Linked DNA regions of Gadus morhua: region 2 is linked to region 1. A link is a contact called in public Hi-C data. All regions are on one chromosome and are shown on one strand. The core of a region is the stretch at or near the end of the contact, and the rest is flanking DNA. Distances in the headings are between cores, read along the strand shown.

Region 1 (5,440 bases), core at 815-3,314:
ACCTGCTCTTCCAGAACTACCACGCAAAGCATTTCAAAAGAACCCGTCGACAGGCAAAGACGTTCAGGTTTACAGAAACTCAGGTCGGAAACATTCCGAAGTCATTAAGCGCTGACTGAAATGACCACAAAAGGTGGGACTACTTCAGCGCATTGCCCCCTCCAAAATCACACGGCTATTAGTCAGCTCGAAAAAAAACACACCAGACAAGACACAAGCCCATCGAATTTGAACAACGCTAAATGTACTTCAACTAATTGTATTAGTTGCTTTCAAAAACATCATGTTTACGTTGGATCTAATAGTTTACACTTGCAAAGGGCAAGCAAACCACAAATAATAGATCCTGCTTCAAAATGTGAAGCTGATGAAAAGACAAAGGGTATCTATAAGCAAAACTTCTGTGCGTGTGTGTATATAATCGGATTGAATGCTGTAGGTCCAAGTCTTGCTCATGTGTTGAGGTTTGAGAATTAGTGTCGGCAGTGGGTACTCACAGTGCATGTCCCGCTCGTGTTCGTACTCAATGAAAGCATAACCTCTGGGCTTGCTCGTCCTCTTGTTATAGACTATGTAGATCTGAAGGAAAAAACACAAATGAACAAACCACAGATTACACCACATGTCAAAGAGAAAACAGAAGAATCACTGGCATGGTCAAGAATATCAAGGAGGCACTGAACAATAGTCGCATCTTACCCGTTTAATAGGCCCATAAACTTCGAATTCACGTCGTAGCTTAGACTCTGTGGTATCGTAGTTCTGGAAGGGGAACATAAAGATTAAATCTCTGTCATGGATACTTTGCACAGACATTTTTAAGTGACCGGTACAAACACACTTACCACTCGTGCAACAAACAATGTCTTGAATGCATCCCCCTGCGCATTTGGATCATTGTGTGGATCCCCTAGAGGGATGGGTGAATAAGAACAAACGTTAGGAATGTTTAACTGAATGAAATTGTCTCCAGCAAGATCATTAAACAGTCCCCATGCAAACTTACAAAGCTTGAGTTCGGTCTCCACAACTGTTTGTCTTCGTTCAATCTTCTCTCGTCTCTTCCTCTCCAGTCGCTCATCACGAGTTTCTGCTCTTGTTGGTGGAGGGGCATCTCTGGGATCCTATTCACAAATTAATAACATAACATTAACATCAGGGACAATATTCTATCCGAGGATAACTATCCAACCATAAACGTATCCTTACCTCGAAGTGCCTTATAAACGGCGCTATGCCGCTGTAGGGTTGGTTGTGGTGTTTCTCATGGGGGAGCTTCTCTAGCTGGGCCAGAAAAGGAATGGGATCCCGCGGGGCAAAGAGTGCCAGCAGGTTCGGGGGTAAAAACTGCGTCATCTTTTACCTAGGGAACATCCGGACACAACATGTGCGACTTTAGATTATGGTACAACGTTAGGTTTTACAGTCTTTCTAGCTGACTAATTTTGGTACTCTCCAAACTGCAATGATCAATGTAAAACCGAGGGCCCAAACCAAAACCTTTATACTTCCCACTTCCTAACGTAAATCACTCACTGGACACAGTCTGGCAGAACTAGCTCATTCGCGTAAGGCTATGATAATGTTAACTAGAAGGTAAACATGTTTTGATTATGTATTTCGATTTCTTAAACACGATCTAGTTAAAAAATATGATTATGCATTTCCCAAAACAACGAATATATATAGCTTATGACATTAAGAGCTACATTGTGTCCTCGACGATCACTAGCTAGCCGGCTAACCCTACATTAGCGTAGCTAGCTAGCTCAAAGGGCCGCACATGACGGGAATAGCCAATTCTCACCTCAAACCATCCAGTTTCCTCCACCAGAATCGGGTATGGATCTTAATAAAGTAGTTCAGCTCCTCTTTTCTGCGTAAAGTTGTATCAATTCGAATGAATTTACGGGAGCCGCACAGGCATTTAATCCTAGTGGGGTAGCGTGGTAAATGTGTTCAATTCCGCTTGTTCTTCGATTAAAATGGCGCGGTGCCGTGAAGTCAATGTTCCTGACGTAAAAACATTCGGACATGGCCCCTCCCCTCCGGAAGGCAGATTACACTGCCGTCGTATTTAACACTTGTGGTTATTCATAAAGCTTTTTTTTATTTATGACATGACATAATTATTGGAGTAATTCATATAAATGATGTGTCATTTACAAAACAAACCACAAAATATAAATGCAACGAATCCTAAATAATAAATTATAATAAAGACACATTCAATGAATGTAATTAGAAAAAGTATTACAATGAAAACCAAGTATAAAACCAATAATGAAAAAACTGAAAAAGGAGGAAGCGTTTTTTAAAGCATAACTACAAGATAATATAAGAAAAACAATTGTCCATTCAATTTACATAAAGAAAATTTGGCTTCGGCAATCTGGTAATGGTAACCCAGTAAATACGTTTAAAAAAAACAGACAGTACCCAATATCATATAGACAGATCTTGTACAGACAGTGAAGATGACCTATGATACATTATTTACATTAATTACAGAAGCAGCAGCAGCAACAGATGGAATACTGAGTGAAGGAGTAGGACGGGGTGCTACAGACCTGGGTGGATTTTTTGATGATGGATCTTGCATAGGTTCTGGAGTAGTAATTGTTTGTCTCCAGTGATCTTGCTCCAATAGCAGGAGACGGTGTTAGCGATGAGAACACTCTCAGTGGGACCTGTAAACAGACCCTGGTCGTGGTGTCTTCGCTGGCATTGAGCTCCGAGGTTTCTTGAGGAGACAGAGCCACTACCAGGTATTTAAAGTTAGTGATCTGTTCCACTTCCTGCCACTTCGTGACAACTGGCTCGAAGAAAGGCCCTATGCTGCCGGCTCCTGCCCTACCTCCCAGACACAGCTCCGTAGTCTGACTGGCCTTGAGGTCAAGGAAGCTGTAAACTAGGTGGCTAGTTGGGCGATGTGTCACACACTCAAGGAACTTGGTTTAGGTGATAGTAAAGGTGTGTGCAGGGCAGGGTTATTATCGGTAAACTGGTCACTGAGGAATAAGTCCCCTTCAGGGGCATCCAAACAACCGCTCAGCTCTTCAGCTGAGTCATTAGAGCGTACTTTGGCAAAAGATGGATGATGTTATATTTTTTATACATTTTCATTAGACAGGTCACATATGGCTCCATATCGAGCATGTGGGTTGACAGTATTCATTTGTTAAGGTTTTGGGTTTTGTTTAAAATGTGGTTAGTGCTTATATCCAAGGCTAGATTTGTTCGCCCTGGGGCCCTTTTGCAATGAAGCTTACATCCCCTTGCTTATACGATCTTTAACAGAGTAGTCTATGCCATTGTATCACTGTAACTCCAGTCCAAACAGACTGTCAGTTAGAGAAAACAGGAGTATTATCCCAGGTCTCCACCAACCAGTTTGTGAACGTTCCACTCTCATCTCAATGCGGTGTGGTGACAGGGTTCTTACACTGATAAGAAGGATGTCACTGACCGAGGGACAGTGCACGCCTTCAGCTCAGGCAGAGCTACATTATTACTCTTGAGTTCACCCCAGTCAATAAAAAATAGACACGGGTATTGTTTAATCATCATTTTAGCATTGGAGTTTTATCAACAAGATTTTTTTGTCAAGTAACACATGGCTCATCTTTTAAAATCAAACATCCTTTTCCATCTATAATTTGTCATGCACAATGATGTTGTTGTCATGCTAGGTCATTGTTTGTAAGCTTGAGCCAAACATGCTGTATTTCGTACCTTTGTATTCTTTTTTTATTAAAATGCACATTCGATACAGTAAAGTCAAAATCCCATGGATCGCCTCAATTATATCTACTTGACTCAAAATATCACATTTCAACTTAATGCAGCATTGTCATTGTCAGCATTATTGTATTTTTATCCTGTGTTTTTCCACTGCTGCTGGGCTGTTGCAACAAACTAATTTCACCTACGGGGGAATAATAAAGCTGTATCTAATCTAATTTCAAATGCCTGATAATTATATTCCTGATATCCACTTTTCCCTTGGAAATAATAGCCTGCCTTTGGCTCTTGTTGTGAATGATACAAACCCAAAATCACAGTTGGTAACAACACTCACCTATATATCCAAACAGAAAACAGTTCTACGTGTTGCAAGTCTATGGAGGCCAGAGGTGTACATTCCTTACCTATCCCAAGACCACAAGGTGGCAACAAAGAAATGACAAAGGATCAGGCTTATAGGAACACACCACACACTGTTCACTAGACACAAGTAGGGGGGAGGGAAAGCAATGGACAATATTTTATATAATATATATAAAACGACAAATAATCGAACCATCCCGTTGAAGCTCTTAGTAAATGCATGAGCATGGTTATCGTTAGCACACCAAAAGGAGCAATCAAGCAAGGGAGACTAGCAAGCTGTCTATAAATGGTTGTGGCAGGCCTCCCATTGCTGGAATATAATGAGGTGGATGAGCTGATTGGTGGAGCCGGAGTAGCAGATTGTTAGAGGCGGGAAAACGATGAGACTGGAGAATGGACTGGAACTTGCACAGGATGACAGAGGGACAACAAGACAGCAACATGCACACAATGGGGGTAACAGTGCCAAGTTCCACTTCCAGCCACTCAATCATTTCTCTGACCACTCAACGCTCTCTCTGACTCTCTGGCGTCTTCACCCAGCGGCGTGTGAGGGAGAAATACAGCAGGGTTTTCCTTCCAAAGCTGTCTTAACAACCAACACTGCAGACTAAAATCCAAGAAAAAAAAATGCATACGATTAATCTAAGACGTTCACAGATCCAGCAAGTACCACTACAAGCGAACACTAGATGTGGGAAGATTACTTTTATGGCTGTGTTAAGCAGTATTTTCAGCAATGTGGATGGTGCTTTACCCACTAACATAGAATGCTTAATTTAGACTTGGTTCTTTCCTCGTGAGACCATCCCATTCCCTGGGGAGTGTGAGTTCATGAAGAACAAGAAGCACCACAGTCTGCTCCAAAGAAACTATGTCAGCGCCCAAGGAAAATGCAGCATTCCGCAGAACTCTCAAAACTATTTTTTGTCAAAATAGACTGAAAAACTTTGTTAAAAGATCAACAGAAAACTGCACTGATGCTATTCAAATTATTTTTTGCTTAACTTGCAACAGTGTTCGGCAGTATCGAAAAGATCAAGAGCATCACTCCCATTAACTGGATGTCTTTAAACAACATAAGTGCAGCACAATCTGTTAGTACAAGCCATCTATGTGTCTGCCCCATTCCATCTAGGTAAGACATGTTGGGCTCCTCTAAACCAAGGCTGCAGGTTAGTTGTGTTACAATCCCGGTTTATTGCAAAGGTTCATCCAGGAGATCTCCCGAGTGTGTGTGCAGACGGCTGGTTTAACCTGGCCACTGATTATTTATTCAATGTGCAACGTGTATGCAGCATATTTTGAAATCCATTGCTCCCCAGCT
Region 2 (5,685 bases), core at 64-2,563, 380 kb after region 1:
GCCTGTGGACCCCCCGCCCCTCCTTCAACATAAGACATGACTCGGTTACACAGTTCAACAGCCGTAGGGATGTAACTGTCAAAAGTAACTTCCGACACTATCTGAAGATTTGGTCCAAAAGAGGAAGAGAGATTTCCTTGGCCAACCACGCAACGGCGGTCTGACCCTCGGTGTGTCCCCCTAAACGACCGCAACAAAACCAATCCAAACTAGAGCTGGGTTTATAAGAGAAGCCGATGGAAAGTGAGTGGTGATGTTAGTTGGGGAGAGTAAGTCCGACTAAAGGAATCACCCATACATTTTCCAATGTATGGGTGAGGTGGATGGATGGATAAATTAATTCATGAATGGATGAATGTGTCTTCCCTTAATTGAGTCACACATTGCAGCATGGTCAGCCAACCAGCCAGATTCCATCAATTCCTTCTGTCGTGCAGCCACACAATGTTCATCCTTAAGTGGCAAACACAGAGTCGGTGTGTGTGTGTGTGTGTGTGTGTGTGTGTGTGTGTGTGTGTGTGTGTGTGTGTGTGTGCTTGCATCTGTGCTTCATTGCATGTGCGTGCATGCATTCTCCGTGGGTGTGTGTGTGCATATATGTGTGTGTGTGTGTGTGTGTGTGTGTGTGTGTGTGTGTGTGTGTGTGTGTGTGTGTGTGTGTGTGTGCGTGCGTGCGTGTGTGCGTGCGCGTGTGTGTGTGTGTGATTGTGTAAAGGGGAGAGGGTGAAGGGGTTTATGTGTTTGTGAACGAAAGCAGTTCTGTGAGAACCTTCACCCTGGCAACTCAATATCCCTCACCTATCTCTATTCATTTATCTGTCTGTCTGTATATTTGTCTGTCTGCCCGTCTGTTTTTCCTCGTATTGGCATAGCAAGCTTGTATACCACATGAAATACCTACTGGAAGTGCTAAAGCCGACCTGCAAATAACGTCCAATTCAAAGAGTGATCAGGGGGGAAGCAGAGAAGAACGCTGAAAAAATAAAGATAATTTTCTTAATTATTTTTTAATTTCATAGTCCAACGATTCCTTCTTTACGTTTCTTTACTCCTCTTCAGGATTAACATTTTCATTCGCGGCCGGGGTTAATTAAAATACTCTCGTGTCCTGGAGTTTAAATAATGGTTCGCTGCTTTTACACGCTCCCATTATGCCCCTAGTCCGAGTTTAGACTCGGGTCAACATATAGGCCTACTTCTCATGTGTCGACGTTGTCCACACGCACACGCACACACTCACACAAACACGTCTCCTCCCAATATTTAATTTTAAACCACACCCAGAGGCTCGGACAGAGCCGGACGCGCGCGTCCCCGACAAGCTACGAGCAAGCTACTACGAGAATCGCAATTGGCCCTCGGTCACGTTTGGTTTCCTAGTCATTGGAATCGCCGCCGACCTCCTACTCTCTCCCAGTCCCGCTAAAGTCCCCATCACTGCGTTGCTTGGTCTTCCCTCTGGTCAATGAGCGGGTGAGTCGTTATTCTACTTTGTTTTAATGATCTAACCTAGTACTGCATACTTTATTTCTCGTGCAAAGCTTCATGGCATGCGGGACTTTCACGTGCAAAACTTTCATATCAGCACGTCGCCAGCGCTCGCCTACAGCCAGTTAACGGTGTGGAGCGAGTGTTGTTGTCGTCTTTAGTTCTTGCCTCATAACCTATCCTAAGGTGTTGTTGTCGTCTCTTGTCCTTGCCTCCTAACAAATAAGGTGAAAGTATATTTGTTTTATTTATTTTATGGGTCGCTGGAGGGGCGTTCTTTTCAAGTCGCGCTCGACTTACTATACCATACTATTCTACTATACTATTCTACCTTCCTGTCAATGCTTTTTACAGCGCGCGTGTGCGTGTGTGTGCGAGCGTGCGTGCCTGAATATGAGAGAGAGAGAGAGAGAGAGAGAGAGAGAGAGAGAGAGAGAGAGAGAGAGAGAGAGAGAGAGAGAGAGAGAGAGAGAGAGAGAGAGAGAGAGAGAGAGAGAGAGAGAGAGAGAGAGAGAGATTATTTCGATGTTATCACGTACGCCTACAGATATTAGGATATTATCACAAATAAAACACACGAAAGGCCTACCCATGGTGCCCCAACAGCTTGGGAAACGCTCCATGCCGTCTTTTGGAAAGTTATGCGAGCACTTCAGCCAACGTGGTTTACGAGGTATATGTTTTTTAGTATGGCGCCCCCCTGCGTTGTAAATTGGAACCCATAACACAGAAGGACGCAGAGAAAAGATTAATGTCTGAATTTATCACTTGGTTCAAAGGACACAGAGAAAGCTTCATTTCTGAATTGATTGATTAATTTGCCATCTAAGTCCCGATCATGTTATTGATGCTATAGATTCCACTCGGCAAATGAGACTTTGTAAAACCCAAACAAACATATTTATGACACGAAAAAGCCACATTTTTGATACTTTTCCATCTTAGCGTAGGCTGACTGAGCCATAAGCATTAGATTGAAACATCACATTTATGCCCCATTTTAGGCAATATCTTTTACATATTATTATAATACAGATTATTTGTATTAGTTATTAACGATGATTGATATGGTTATGTCACACATTACCACGACAACCAGTGGAAAATTTACAAAAGCCTCCGAGTGCACACAAACAAACACACACACACACGTCACACACACACAACAATTGCATGTCATTCTGTATTCCAAGAATGTACATTTCCTTCTCCTTCACAATGTGTGCAGTGTGATGTGAACGTCCATAACCTCATTACACCTCGGCATGGCTAAAAGATGGCCCGACGTAGGCCACAAGGACTCAGTGTTGGACGGCTCCAATGCAAACATGTGCTGATGACAGACAGAATGTGGTGCATGCACAGTGGAGACAGAGGACGTCTTGCTGTGCTGCACGTAACCACAATGTCAGCCCCACTCTGTCTCCAGGACTAAATTAAAGTCTCACGGATGAAATCAACGTACGATTCGTTAAGATCATCATCATTTTTAATTTATTTTATTAGTTATCCTCAGGGTATTTAAATTGACAAAGACATTTGTTTAAAGTTGTGTCTCTTCTTAGAATGTGGTTAGGGTTAGTGTTAGGGTTAGGGTTAGGTTCAGGGTTCTGCAGTGAACCAAACCCACGACGAGAAACTGGTCCCCAAACACCAATGGTCAGATTGTAGGTTTCAAGTTCCACCCAAACAAAACAGCACCCACCTCTTTGTTGTTCCAGCCCCTCCGTCAACCCCCTCCTCACAGCCTTTGTGCAGCCACGTTGAGGGCTATTGTGGTGGAGGAACATCACAGAGCCATCAGGTTTGAGGACCTCCTGGAGGTGCTTCCTTTCAAGCCACACCCCCAGGAACTCTCATGTAACCTTCATGTATAAACGTGTAGGGACGGAGACCGAACTGTGACGACCGATGAGATGATGAGCGGGAAGGCCACTGACATTAGTTTTCAACACTTTGGATTGTGGAGGTCTGGTTTTACAGAACCAAGAACCGTGGAACATCTCATGGTCCTTGATAGATAGTGGTGCACCAAACCGTTACTCAATCCGTTGTTGATGCATTCGAAATGAAATGATTTAACACACAAGAAAGATTAATTGAAAAGCAACCGCAACACTGCAGGTTTTCATATTTAATAATTATAGTACTAACAGATCTGAGCATGACATATTGTCGGTTGGTTTCTTGGTGGCCTCCGGGGAAGATACTTCCCATTGAAGCTCCTGAACTCTGGGACCCCTCGCTCTGTCCCCAATCTAGGAAATTGCCTCTCTGTTTCTGGCTTTGAGCCACAAACGGCTAAATCACCAGTGGACCCCCTGCGGTTTGCAAATCTGCTGAAGTAGTTACCAAATTAAATTCCACGTCCTTCATCATTCTCTCAACATTCTTCCTCTCATTTAGGAAAGTGGAATTGCCAGACATCATGTTTTTCAGAGATGTGTCTCACGCTTTTATTGTGGAGTTACTGGGAGCACTGAAATAGTTGCACTGTTGTGGTAACAACGCAGCACCCAAAACCCGGTGCGTGTGCGTGTCTGTGTCTGTGTCTGTGTGTGTGTGTGTGTGTGTGTGTGCGCGCGTGCGTGCGTGCATGCGTGTGTGTGTACCAGTGACCACACAGCTTCCCGGTTGTGTGGTCACTGGCCTAGCTCCAGGATAAGCTCTGTTATTTGTGTTTTATGTAAAAATAAGACAGGGGACCGTTGTTGTTGTGTATACACAGACTCGCACGCACACAAACAGGCCCCCCAAACACAAATAAAAACTGTATTTGAAACTGCCCCGTTGGTTGGTGTGGTTCTTCTGTATACGTCTGTGATAAGTAAGTAATTAACATTATGTTTAACAAACTGTCCCAAAAGAACCAAACGGTCCGATGGATACGGAACAGACTGCACTCTGTACGTGTGAGGTGTGTTTAGGAGCAGGGAGACGTTGTGTGACTGGTATGGCAGCTAGCTAGCAGTAAATGCATGTCAAAGGTGCCTTGCTATGCTCGTCCCCATCTCCTTACATAGACGGACCCCGACAGCCTTCTGCCCCGCAGGGAGACAGCGGCACGTGTTGAGCTGCTTGTAACCTGTGGCTGTTTCTGTTTCTTCCCCCACAGGCTGAGTGTCGGTCTGTAAACTATGTTAATGTATCTCACAATGACCTGTGACCGAAGCACAAAAGGGGACAAATCTGAAGCTGACTTTTTTGAGATAGAGGGGGGGGGGGAAGAGAGAGAGAGAGAGAGAGAGAGAGAGAGAGAGAGAGAGAGAAAAAAAAGAGAGAGAAAGAGAGTGAAAGAGAGAAAGAGATAGTGTGAGATAGAAAGATATGGGAGTAGAATGAGACTAAGAGGCCCAGAGACTCTGTGGCTTTGTGTTTTATGAAAAGAGAAAAAAATAGACATTAAGTCAGCATTTTTCACACACAAACACACACACACACACACACACACACACACACACACACACAGTTAATTTGCACAGTTAGCCAGCCACCCCCCCTCCTCCTCCATCATAAGGCTGAGTGGAGAAGAGGCATGCCTGTTGTCTGTCTGTCTGTCTGACACGCCAACGATTGCTGTGCCAAAATGTGGAGGCTAGATAGCCCACGATGCTAAATGACCATCGGTTCGGACAGTCGATCTGCCATAACAAGCCTTCCCACGTCATTCCAACTACCGAACTACAACCCCTTGTTTGTTCGATATTTGCTGCCAAATGGATATACTTGTGTATTTGGAGCTGTGATTCGGCGCCACTATGAGTGTTTCTCCCACTCATCATTATTCATCTGTCTATCGCCCTCGCACACACACAAACACAAACACACACAGTATGCACCTTTTTTTCAGACATTTCCCTCTGTCTCGCTCCCTAGCATCGTGAACCATTGTTCTGGCAGACGTTTGTAGTGGTGTGAATTTGTTTGTGGTCAAAGCCAGTGAATACTGGTTTGTGTGTGTGGTGAGTTCTCTCTTTTCTTCTGTAGACCGTCTAAATGAAGAAATGCTTTTGGGGACAGACTGCAGTTCCGAGGCAGACCTCTAGGTCTAGTTGTGAAGCCTCGTGGCCCACGCTCTCACTATGGTCGGCCCTAAACTTTTCCAAATGCTACAAACCATGTCATAGTTTATAAAAAGAAAAACGGAGAATATAACATAGGAAACAAGGCTGTGGTCCAAATTGCTTTCCTTAGCAT

The links. A called contact is a pair of places that touch in the nucleus more often than the background predicts.
Region 2: a contact with region 1 is called in a Hi-C map of spleen, with 2.7 times the contacts expected there. The contact joins the promoter of emp2 here to the promoter of snrnp70 in region 1. A contact is called at or near these places in 4 of 6 Hi-C or Micro-C datasets (blood, gill, heart and 1 more).

The regions. Positions count from the first base shown.
Region 1 is chr2:26,655,531-26,660,970 of gadMor3.0, forward strand. snrnp70 (small nuclear ribonucleoprotein 70 (U1)) reads right to left here and starts at 2,065. Exons shown (of 12, transcript XM_030337470.1): 1 at 1,808-2,065; 2 at 1,210-1,363; 3 at 1,007-1,124; 4 at 846-910; 5 at 700-762; 6 at 498-579. The coding sequence starts at 1,356.
Region 2 is chr2:27,034,559-27,040,243 of gadMor3.0, forward strand. It overlaps emp2 (epithelial membrane protein 2), which reads left to right and starts at 1,314. Exons shown (of 5, transcript XM_030376438.1): 1 at 1,314-1,473.